Linked DNA regions of Sus scrofa: all the other regions are linked to region 3. The links are chromatin contacts, called in public Hi-C maps. All regions are on one chromosome and are shown on one strand. The core of a region is the stretch at or near the end of the contact, and the rest is flanking DNA. Distances in the headings are between cores, read along the strand shown. Region 1 holds the start of TCF19 (transcription factor 19). Region 2 holds the start of ATF6B (activating transcription factor 6 beta). Region 3 holds the start of MSH5 (mutS homolog 5). Region 4 holds the start of PBX2 (PBX homeobox 2).

Region 1 (2,700 bases), core at 69-2,568, 290 kb before region 3:
CCCCTTACCCAGCGCGAGCGACCCCTCTGCCCTTTGACCACACCCCCTACCCCTAGCTCAGAAGCGCGGCCTCAGCCCCTGACCGCGCCTGCGCAAAGCGGGCAGGTTGGCGGGACGCTCTAAAGCCCTTCACCCTTCCGGGAGGAGGAGGGGAAGAGGTGTACGCAGGCGCGGTAGTCTAAAGCCCGGCCCAATTATGGCACTGAGGGCATCTCCGCGCCCTGGCGGCTCCTCCCAACTCCGGGAACCCGGGAAAACTTGTGAACTAATCAGAAAAAGCGGAAGGCGGGAGATCGGAGACCCTCCCAGCGCGTCGCCCAATGGAGAGAAGGAGGGCAAAAGAGATGGCCAATCAGAAACGGCACGGGGGGCGGGCTCTCTCGGCGCGAAGTTCAGACCCGGGAATTCCGAAGGCGGGGTCGGTACTGCCCGCGCGCGGAGACGGCGCCCCTCCTGGCCCCGGCTTCCTCGCTGTCAAACAGCCGCTGGAGCACCAGCCCTGGCCGGAGCCTGAGAGATCCTGAGCTGCCGCACAGGCTGGCACTGCCCGGAGAGGGGACCGCTTCGAGACTGCACCTCGCGGTAGATAAGAATCTGGATTGCGGCGGGGAGGGAAAAGGCTGGGTTTCCCTCGCATGATCCCGGGAAGCCCTATCCTGTCTTTAATCCCACCTGGAGAAGTCGGGAAGCAGGGGTTTAGATCCGCTTTGTTAGAGAACATAGAGACCCATTTGCACTGCCTTTGGAGGGATGACAGTGGATAGACTTCCCACGGGGGTTTAAGCTATCTAGTTATGAGTGAGGGGTTGGCCAGAAGAGCGAGGCGCAGGCTAGCAGGTGGGTTACTCTGTTTGGATTAGCAGAATTGACAGGAAACTTCTCCAAATTACACTGAGGTGACAAGTTAGTATCACACAGAAGCAGGACCCCAGTCCTCCCCCCTTGCAATTCGCATATTCCCCAGAAGCTGCCTAACGTATTGTTGCCTGGCACAGACTTGAAGGCTCCCGGAATATTCTGCAGCCTGAGGATCTGATTCAACTTCGTGCCATAGGACATCTTCGTCTTTGCACTATACTGGGACCCTCACGAAATTTTTCAGTTGGAAAACTGTTGACAGCCAATCTTGCATCGAATCCTAGGCCCTTGCACTCTGAATTTACACTATTCGGGGAGCGTGCCCAAGGTTGAGATTGCACAAAGCACAGTTCAACTCTGCATCAGAGGGAAAGAGAACTTAGGCCAGCTGTGCATGGCCCAGGATTGGGAAGTGATGGATTCCTGAAGTGGAAGAGGTGGTGCAGAGGGGGCACCGCCCATGCTGCCCTGCTTCCAGCTGCTGCGCATAGGGGGCGGCAGGGGTGTCGACCTTTACACCTTCCACCCCCCAAGTGGGGCTGGCTGCACCTACCGCTTGGGCTGCAGGGCCGACCTGTGTGATGTGGCCCTGCGGCCCCAGCAGGAGCCCGGCTTCATCTCGGAAGTCCACGCGGAGCTGCACGCTGAGCGCCGGGGTGATGACTGGAGGGTCAGCCTGGAGGACCATAGCAGCCAAGGTGAGGAGTGAGCAGAGCAGCCTTATGCCTGGGCAATGGCAGTTCTGGGCTGCAAAGTCTCCACAGGGACCATTGCCTGCCTTCCACCCAATCTCCCCTTTGGGCTGGCTGGATGGTTATCACCCAGACCTGTCCTCCCACCAGAAATGTGCAGTGTCAGAAGCTCTTTGTGGAGCTGACCTTGTTTAGCTCATTCAGGGGCGGGAGCATCATCAGAGAAGTATCGCAGTGGGTTGTCCTGGGGCCAAGCTCAGACTTGACCAAGTTTCCAGACTTGTTCCCAAGTTGGCACCTTGTTCTTGGCTTAGGGCAGTTACATGTTGAATTGTTTTAATGATCTGAACCTATGTCTTACTCCTTTGACTCGGAGGCAATTACAGTCTCAGAAGGCCTGGGTTCACATCTGAGTGGTGCCACTGACCCCCGGCAGCGTCCCTCAGGCCTGTCACTTCACCTTTCTAGGTATTAGTTTCCTCCTAGGTAAACTATAAGCCTTTCTTAGGTCTGTTTTGGTTGGGAATGTTGTGAGGATTGGATAACTAGTGGCCAAGATGCACCTAGTGCTTACTGTTACAAGCCAGAACTGTCCTAAATGCACTAAATGTAGGTGAGCACAAATATCCCCACTTTCCAGACAAGGAAAATGAGGCACAAAAGTTGTCCAGGGCCACATGGCTGGTTAAGTAGTGGAGCTTGGATTTGAACCTAGACAATCTGAACTATGCGGATAGGTGTTGAGGCGGAGCTGGGTGAGTGAGCATCTCTGAGAATCAGACCTCAGTAGATTGAGGGAAGGAGCTTTTTCCCTCCATGCCTCCAGTGGGAGGGCATAAGAAACAAAAATTTGTTCCCAGTTCACAAAGAGCTTGCTATCTGGTGTTACCTGCGAAGGGACTTAGAACATGAGAACTGGATAACAGATGCAATGTTCTTCCTCGTGTTCCCCAGAAAATCAAACAGGACCAGATCTCTCCACTTCTGACCCACCATTTGTTTCTGTCGTTCTGTCTGGTGTCCCACCACCAACAGGGACTTTGGTCAATAATGTCCGACTCCCAAGGGGTCACAGGCTGGAGTTGAGTGATGGTGACCTTCTGACCTTTGGCCCTGAAGGGCCCCCAGGAACCAGCCCCTCAGAGTTCTA
Region 2 (2,700 bases), core at 166-2,665, 320 kb after region 3:
AGACCCTTAGCCTGGGAACCTCCATATGCTGCAGGTGCGGCCCTAAAAAGGACAAAAGACAGAAAAAAAAAAAAAGAAACTCCATCTTCAGTTCTAGACAACCAGAGTGGTGATGTGAAAATGAGGATATGAAAGAAATTGCAAATGCACAAAAGAAGCCCCCCCCCCCAACCGGGACTCATAACACACAAATCATTCCACCAGCATCTATAGGTGAAGGGATGGGAGGAGAGTCCCTGCCACAGAAAGTAGGAGGGACAAGACTCTCTCACCTGGCTGGAGGGCTCTGTGGAAAGATGTGATGCTTCAGAGCTGAGGGAGGAGGAAGAGCAGGGGGAGGATGGCTCAGACTTCACCTGAAGATCTGGGGGGAAAAGAGTAAGAAAATAACCGGGAAGCAGAGCCTGACAAAAGTTTGAAAAGTACCCAAGGACATGGGGTAAGAGCCCCTCACTGGGGTGAGGAGGAAGGAGCACACATAAGAGATCAAAAGGGGGGAGTACACGGGCACTCGTGTGAGAAAACGAGGAACTGCATAGTTGCTGGGAAACAATGGGAAGATAACGGTTTCTGAAAGGATGAGGGAATCACAAAGGGTATCTTACCTGGGAAGATAGGCAGAGGGTCCCAGGGGGGTTCGGGAGGGCTGACATCCATCCCCAAGTCCAGGGAGCTGCTGCCAAACTGAACAGGAGAGGGTATTAGATGGCAGGAGTGTGAGGCTGAAGGGATGGCTCCGGATGAGCTCTGGCCTGGGGATAAGCCCCAGTTCTGAGACCACTTCCACCCACCAAGGGTAAGAGTCAAGGCCAAGGCCCGGGGAGCGATACCGGGACATCTTCCTCCGGGCAACGGAAAAGCTGCGTCGGCTCCTCGGCCACTTCATCCAGGCCGGCGTACAAGGTGCTGTCTGCAAGAGGGGCGGAGGGTCAGCGGAGTCGTCCGCTAGCGCAGCCTTCGGAACCCCACAACAGCCCTCGCCCCGTCGCTCACTGCCTCTGCGCGGCCAGATCCACCGCCCGCCCACTTGAAAAGTGATCCAGCCAGAGAACTCCAGCCCCTCCTTCCCCGACCCCGGAACAACTCCATATTTCCGCAGGGAGGGGAGGTCTGCCCCAACTCCCGCATCTCCCCGAAAGCACCACCAGCCCCCCTGTTCCGCCTTCCTCAGAATGATGGATTCCGTATCTGTCCAGCCTTCCTCTTTGGGCCTCCGCTTCCTCCTGCGTGCCTCAGGGGCACAATATGCCACAGCCCCCTCCCCTCCCCGAGGCCTCACTCCGCACACCCCAGTCCTCCGGGCTCAGCAAGTTGTCGGTGAAAAAACGCGTCGGGTCCGCAATCTCGCTGAGGAGCATCAGCTCCGCCATCTTTCCCCCCCACCCCCCAACCACGAGACAGTTCCCAAGGCCCGCCTCTCCCATCATCAACTAATCGGCTGGCTCCTCAAAAGTGGGGGAACGCCCCGGAAGCTCTCCCAACCAGTAAGAGACCTGGGTATTGAGCACGTGAGACAATATAGGCGGTGGCTGTATAGGACCGGCCAATAGGAGCGCCCCGGAGGCTAGCACCTCCGCAATACCAGGCAGTGAAGTTTGCGCGTGCGCCAAGCCGGACCCAGCCTGAAAGCGCCTAGGAAACGTAGGTACCGGGTTTTGAAGGTTCGCCGTCTCCCCCAAACAGTACTGAATTTAGAAGTTTAGATAGCTTGTGTTCATCTTTGGAGATAGATAAGCCCCGCAAAATATACCACACGTGACCATAAGGCTTTTTCATGGTAAAACGGTAAAGAGGTACATACACTAAGACCACTGCTACCTTCCCTAGGAAGGCAAAAGCTGGTAAAAGTATGTGGGTGAAATCCTCCCACTGGCCCCTCCCCCCAAAACTCACAACATAGACCACAATTCACAGGTTCCTGTCTCTTTTAAGGTTTAACTTTTAATTAGCCAAACATCTTGCGCAGTCCCTGAGCCAGTCCTGCATCTTGTTTCTTCCCTTGAATGATCACCTTTCCCAGCTCCTCCTGGGCTGCCCGATTTTTGGGGTCTACTGCCAGCACTTTCTTGAGGTCAGCAGTTGCTTTGTCCAGGTTCCCAAGAGCAGCCTGGGCAACCCCCCTTCGGTACAAGGCCTTTAAATGGCCAGGCTCCCGCTCCAGCACCCGGTCACAGCTCTGGGCTGCCAAATGGGGCTGCCCTAGCAGCAACTGACAGGCAGCCAGATTGGCATGAAGGACAGTTCGTTCTGGAGAGCCAGGTGGAGGTAAAGTCAGCAGCAGCCGAAGAGCCCGTCCATAGCATCGGGCAGCCCCTTCAGGGTTCCCAGCTCTAAATAATTCTGTGCCCCGTGCACGTTCTTCCCTGGCCAGGGCCTCCTTTTCGGTGGGCTCTAGCTCCCAGGAGTCCCGGCCTTGAGTGAAGGAGGCCAGTTTGAGCCTGACAGGAGGTCCAGAGCGCCCAGGGAGCTGAAGTTCTGCCTCCTCACCTTGACACATGGACTCCAAGCACTTCTCTACAAGCTCTCCCCAAGTTTCCTCCCTCCATGGGCCTAACCCCATAGTTAGCTCTGTCCAGCCCTCTGGCAGCCCTGACCCCAAAGGAAATCCCAAAACCTGTACCCGGCAGCGGGAGCCCAGCTTGGGTTTGTCCAAGCCGTGGCCATGGATTAGGATCTTTTTGACAAAGCTCCCATCGGGGC
Region 3 (2,700 bases), core at 3-2,502:
GGACTTAATTATAATCCCTGCTTCCAGTCCACGGACCTGGCCCAGAATGAATGACACCCTTCTGTCCTTAGGGGTGTGTGTGAGTGTGTGTGTAGGGGTAGGGGCATGTCCCAGTAGAGGTGTAGGTATTCTTATCAGGTCTAGCGCTCTCTGCCAGAAGTTGGTGTAATTCGAATGGTTCTATCTTCTCCTGGGGCGCCGAAATTATTAATTAGGCCCTGTGACCCCTGTGGGAGGAATCATACTCAGCACCCAGGCAAATGTGGGCTGAGATAGGAGCCTCGTTTCTTATGTTTACGTATTTATTTAAAATTCTCAAATGGCTCTTAATATGTTTGCCAGACACTGTTCTAAGCTCTTTATACCTATTAACTTGGAATTGTTGGCACAGGTTGAATTACTATTGCTTATCTCCACTCTTCAGAGAAAAAAAAAAAAAATCAAAAAGCCGCGTCTCTGTTCCTTTAAGGTCGGCCTCTTCTCCAGATTCTCCTATAAGGTTCCGGGGGCGGGGGGGGGGGGGCTAAATTCAAGCTCTGCTTTGGATCTTCTCACAGGCTCCACCCCGCGTCAATCACAGCCCAGCAATCTGACTGCCAGAGGCCTGGGTGCTAGGCAACTGCAGAGGGCGGGAAGTTTGAACGTTCTGGTCCTGCCCTATATGCGAATAAGCCAATCATCGTCCAGTCTTTTCTGCGGGCCTCTGCTCCTTTTCATTCTGTTGGATGTCTATGCAGGATCCGGGTCTCTTCAACCAATAGTGTCTAGGAAGGCGGGGCATGTGCGCGCGCACCCCGCCGTCGCGCCGACGGCACACCCCTACCTCCTGCTCGCGGCTGTTAGTGACGCGGTCTTGCACACGTCGCAACCCAGGTGACTGAAAACGCGGGAAAATACCGCCAGTTGTCCGCGTCTGAGTGGGGTAGTCTAGAGCTTGAGGCTGTGATTTCTGGGGCCTGGTTGGCTGGGGAGAAGAGAGGAGGTGTGCACAGTTCGCCCCTTGGGGCTCTCAGGCTGTTTGCCAAGTACAGCCTCTGCGTGACAGAAATGGGGGGGGGTGGAGTTTCCCACAGCCTGTACTTTAGTGAAATACCCGAGAAATCGCTCCTCCAAATGCCTTGCACTTGTGACCACATCTCTCGCAGGCCCTCGCAGCCCTGCCCCCTCGGCCTTCTCCCATTAATCCTCAGTAGATTCGTATTTCTGCACACACCCCCCACCCTCTCCTTCTCGCGGGAGAGATCTCGCTCCTGAACCGCCTTCATTTTCTGCATCCACAGAGCCTCCACGGCCATGGCTTCCGTAGGAGCGACCTCAGGCAGGACGCCGCAGGAGCCGGGACCCGGGGAGGCCCCGACCAGCCTCCCCAGCCTGGCCCCAGTGCCCGGCTTCGGGGAGGGGGAGGAGGAGGAAGAGGAGGAACCCGCGGAGGTCGGGGCTGGGGTGATGTGGGGGGCGGGAGAGCAGGAGCTGGAAATTGGAGAGGGGGAGTTAATTGGAACGTCTGATTGTTAGAAGGTAAAGCGGCTGGGAAGAGCTGTGCTAGTTACTTGCCTCCACTGAGTGTCGGTTTCACATTTACTGAATGGTGATGTTGATGCCTATCTCAGAGGGGTTCTTTTTTTTTGTTTATTTTGGGGAGTTCCCGGACCAAGGAGCCAACCCGAACTACTGCAGCCACCCAAGCCACTGCTGTGACAAAGCTGCCCGATCCTTAACCCACTGAGCTACGAAAAAACCCCTATCTCAGAGTTGATAAGATGATTAAAATTAAATGAGGCATGGCCCAACCCTGGTTCAAATTTTAGTTTCCTTCCTTGCTGGACAGATTCATCTGTGTGTGCTGTGGAATTCAGGACACCTGGGCATTGCCTACTATGACACTGGTGACTCCACCATCCACTTCATGCCAGATGCCCCAGACCATGAGAGCCTCAAGCTGCTGCAGAGAGGTGAGGACAGAGCTATGCATTCCTCTTCTATGGGGCTGGAAGTGTATTTCACACATATGTCCTTAGCTGACTCAATCTATTTTATTAATTGACTCCTAGAGGCTCCCTTTGTTGTTTTTAGTAATTGACGCCAAGAGACTCCCTTTGTTGTTTTTAGGAATTCAGCTTATTATCCGCAAGTGTACCAGGTGCTGGAGATTTAATCTCATGCCTGACTCCTCCTATCTATGCTCCCAATGTGGGGGCACTCCCTACTCTTAGAGGGAGGAAATAAATTGTATGGGGTGAAGGGAGATAGCAAGGGGAAGACTACAGATTTCCTTTTGGGCAAAAGATAAAAATCTTTGAACTCGTTTGTTCTCCATTCTCCTTTCAAGTTCTGGATGAAATCAATCCCCTGTCTGTTGTTACCAGCGCCAAACAGGATGAGAATATGACCCGATTTCTGGGAAAGCTTGGTAAGGACTAAGTAAGCGAAAGGGGGAAAATGGGAAGGACTGAAGTATGGAATGTTCCAGGAGACTAAAGGGTCTTGGAGGAGTTACAGCCAGGTGACCAGAATTGAGTGAGAGGGAAGGTGGAACAGAGGCACAAGGACTTAGATGTACAGACTGATGGTCCTTTCTTTTCTTTTTTAAAAAATTTGTTTTTGTTTGTTTATTTATTTTTTTTTCAGCCACACTTACAGCATATGGAAGTTCCCAGGTCAGGGATTGAAACCTAGATGAATCTGCAACTACGCGGCTGT
Region 4 (2,700 bases), core at 86-2,585, 370 kb after region 3:
GCCTGGGAACAAGGGAGGAGATGGGTAAATCTGTGGTGGGAGAAAGTGGGGTTCGGGGCAGAACGGAGTTGGGGGGTTCATAGGAAGAGATCGGCTCCCAGTGTGTGGACACTCGGGGAAGCGGCTTGGCTTTGGATGGGTGGAGGGAAGGTGCAGCCGGCGAAAGGCACCATGGCCGGGCGGAGGACCGTGGGAGAGGATCCAGAAGGGTTGAGAGGACGACCTGGGGTGACTGCAGAAATGAGGGTGACTAGGTACATTTCAGAGGAAGAGAGGAGGCTGGGGAGGAGAAGAGTTGGAGTTTGAGGGGTCAGAGGTGCTAAGCTAGAGTGGGGAGTTCGGTATAGAGGTGTGTGAAGAAGGGTCCTGGGACTGAGCAGGGCGGGAGGCTCTGATGCTTCCAGTGTCAGCTGAGCTGGGGCAGAGGGTGAGCTCGGCCCCTTGGAGGCTGGGCCAGGGCTGGAGAGGAATGGTAGGAGCTCTGGGCAGGGGTGTGGAGGCCCGCAGGCCGACGGTGGGCTGGAGAGTTTAGGGGAGAAGATCTTAGTCTGGGAGCCAGAAGGGAGCTCTGGAGATGGCAGGGTGTTCCAGGGGAGAGTGGGGGGGGGTCAGTGAGAGTTGGGGGGGTGAGCCACCTAGGGTTCCCCCTTTTGAAGGTTTCGGGGACTGGGGCTGAAAGGAGGCTTGAGAGGGATCAGTTATCTCTGGGCTCCCGCGAGAAAGGAAAGGAAGGGAGAGCTGAAGGATCCTGGGGAGGGTCCTGGAGTTGGGGGGCTCCCAGCAGGCTCAGAGCTTGTGAACGGGCATTCTGCTGGGTCTGTGTGGGGTCCCGGGTTGGGGGCACTCACTTGGCCTGGGCCTCGTCCAGGCTCTGGTCGGTGATGGTCATTATCTGCTGCAGAATGTCCCCGATGTCTTGCTTCCCTCGGCCTCCCGGGACCCCCCCGCTACCCCCACCGGGGTCTCCGCCACCGGGAGGTTCGCCAGGGCCCCCAGGCTCCCCACCCACCAATCCCAGGCCCCCCCGGCCCCCGCCTGGAGGGGGCGGCCCCAGCAGCCGCTCGTCCATAGTTGGGGGGGGCCCTGAGGCCCCCTCCCTGCTCCGCCCCTCCCCCCGCCTGGTTCCTTCCCCCCCAAACTCGCCGGGGCCGCTGCTCCCTCCACCCCAACCCCCGCCCGTCTCCCCCTCTCCCGGCTCTCCCGGGGGTCCGCCCCGGCCCTGGAGGGAGACCTGGGGTACCGTCTGGGCCCCCCACAGGAGACCCCGGCCCCCGGCGGCGGAGAAAATGGAGCCGGAGAGAGAGAGGAGGCCCAAGCGGGGGTGTGTGAGTGAGAGAGAGAGAGAGAGAGAGAGAGAGAGAGAGAGAGAGGGAGGGGAGAGAGAGAGGAGAGAGGAGAGGGAGAGAGAGGGAGGGAGGAGGGAGGAGGGAGGAGGGGGGAGGAGGGAGGAGGAGGCTGGGGGAGGGGAGCTGGGGAGGAAGAGGAGGGGAGAAGAGAGGAGGAACAGGGAGGAGCTGGGGGCGGAGAGAGACACAGAAACAGAGGAACTGAGACCAAGTGGAGGAGGGGACGAGGGGAGGAGACTGGCCCTTGGGGAAAAGAAGGGAAGGCCCCAGGGATGGACCTCTGTGGCTTGGGAGGGCGCCGTGTTGGGGGCTGGGGGCACCTGCCGCCGGGGTTCTGAATCCGGGTTCTAGCTGATGTGGACTCCGGCCGCGGGAATGCCTGGGTTCACAGACAGCTTAGTTCATATTTCTTCTCCTAATGACTCCCCTCCCTGTTCTACTTAATTAAAACCAGGAGAGGGGGGCTGGGGGGGATAATTAGGAAGGTCTCTAGCCGCTGCTTAATGAGCCAGTAATTAACCAGCCAGGGAGGGGAGCTGGCCTCTGGCCAGACTGGAGAGAGTGGCGGCCTCTGGCCTCACCTTCCTACCCTCCACCCTGCCACCCAGACACCAGTCTTCAGTCCAGAGGGGAATTATATTTATTCACATAACCAAACATCAGACAGTTCAGAACAGCAGTGGGGAGGGAGGGTGGGCAGGGCTCAATGTCCATCCACAGGCTGTAGGCCCCTCAGTTCTGGGGCTGGGGGGGCGATGTGCCAGGGTGGGGGGGTGGGGGGGTGGGAGAAGAGTCAATGTCTCTGCTGTGCCCTCTCCTCCCTTCTTGTTGGGAAGAAGGGTGGAACTGTCTCTCAGGTCAGAACCTCCGGAGATTTGCCTCCTTGGGAGGTGGAGGCCTGAGCCCTCAGCTCCCACCTGGTGGCCAGACTATGGGGGGAGGGTGTCCCCACAGCTCAGGACCAAGACTCCAGGCCCTCCCTGAGATCAGAGGAAAGGGTGAGGTGTCCCTCTGTACCTAGGATCCTCTCCCGGCCTCAAGCTCCCACCTACTTGGTCACAGGGGGAGTTAAATATCCATCCTACCTTGACAATTCCCAGGGTTTGAGGACTTTCACCCCCTCTAGTTCCCAGGAAAGGTGGATGAGGGCAGTGAATATTGAGAATTCTGCTGGTTCTTCCAGTCTCTGGTGCCCCTGCGGGGCAGGGCTCAAGGCCTGCAGTGGGCCGCCCAGCTTTGAACCCCGGGAGTGCAGAAGGGCTGGTGGGAGCTCAAGTCTTAGCAGGTGTGTGTGGGGGGCTGGGACCTTTGCTCCTCCATTCGACCTCCACCCTGAACTCTCAGCAGCAACTCC

Evidence for each region. Hi-C and Micro-C count contacts between places; a contact is called where the count stands out from the background.
Region 1: a contact with region 3 is called in a Hi-C map of liver, with 4 times the contacts expected there. The contact joins the promoter of TCF19 here to the promoter of MSH5 in region 3. A contact is called at or near these places in 2 of 47 Hi-C or Micro-C datasets (heart right ventricle and liver).
Region 2: a contact with region 3 is called in a Hi-C map of liver, with 6 times the contacts expected there. The contact joins the promoter of ATF6B here to the promoter of MSH5 in region 3. A contact is called at or near these places in 2 of 47 Hi-C or Micro-C datasets (heart right ventricle and liver).
Region 4: a Hi-C map of skeletal muscle shows a contact between it and region 3, with 2.7 times the contacts expected there. The contact joins the promoter of PBX2 here to the promoter of MSH5 in region 3. A contact is called at or near these places in 1 of 47 Hi-C or Micro-C datasets (skeletal muscle) and 1 of 2 datasets of contacts at active chromatin or transcription factors (alveolar macrophages).

The regions. Positions count from the first base shown.
Region 1 is chr7:23,557,959-23,560,658 of Sscrofa11.1, forward strand. It overlaps TCF19 (transcription factor 19), which reads left to right and starts at 1,319. Exons shown (of 3, transcript NM_001167591.1): 1 at 1,319-1,556; 2 at 2,586-2,700. The coding sequence starts at 1,319. CCHCR1 (coiled-coil alpha-helical rod protein 1) reads right to left here and starts at 192. Exons shown (of 18, transcript XM_021098445.1): 1 at 51-192.
Region 2 is chr7:24,170,316-24,173,015 of Sscrofa11.1, forward strand. ATF6B (activating transcription factor 6 beta) reads right to left here and starts at 1,416. Exons shown (of 18, transcript NM_001123103.1): 1 at 1,289-1,416; 2 at 831-910; 3 at 606-684; 4 at 273-364. The coding sequence starts at 1,370. It overlaps FKBPL (FK506 binding protein like), which reads right to left. Exons shown (of 1, transcript NM_001128485.1): 1 at 1,946-2,700. The coding sequence ends at 1,946.
Region 3 is chr7:23,852,099-23,854,798 of Sscrofa11.1, forward strand. It overlaps MSH5 (mutS homolog 5), which reads left to right and starts at 1,253. Exons shown (of 24, transcript NM_001195358.1): 1 at 1,253-1,443; 2 at 1,829-1,952; 3 at 2,330-2,410. The coding sequence starts at 1,294.
Region 4 is chr7:24,225,605-24,228,304 of Sscrofa11.1, forward strand. PBX2 (PBX homeobox 2) reads right to left here and starts at 1,336. Exons shown (of 10, transcript NM_001123157.1): 1 at 849-1,336. The coding sequence starts at 1,069. GPSM3 (G protein signaling modulator 3) reads right to left here. Exons shown (of 4, transcript NM_001123119.1): 4 at 1,969-2,700. The coding sequence ends at 2,625.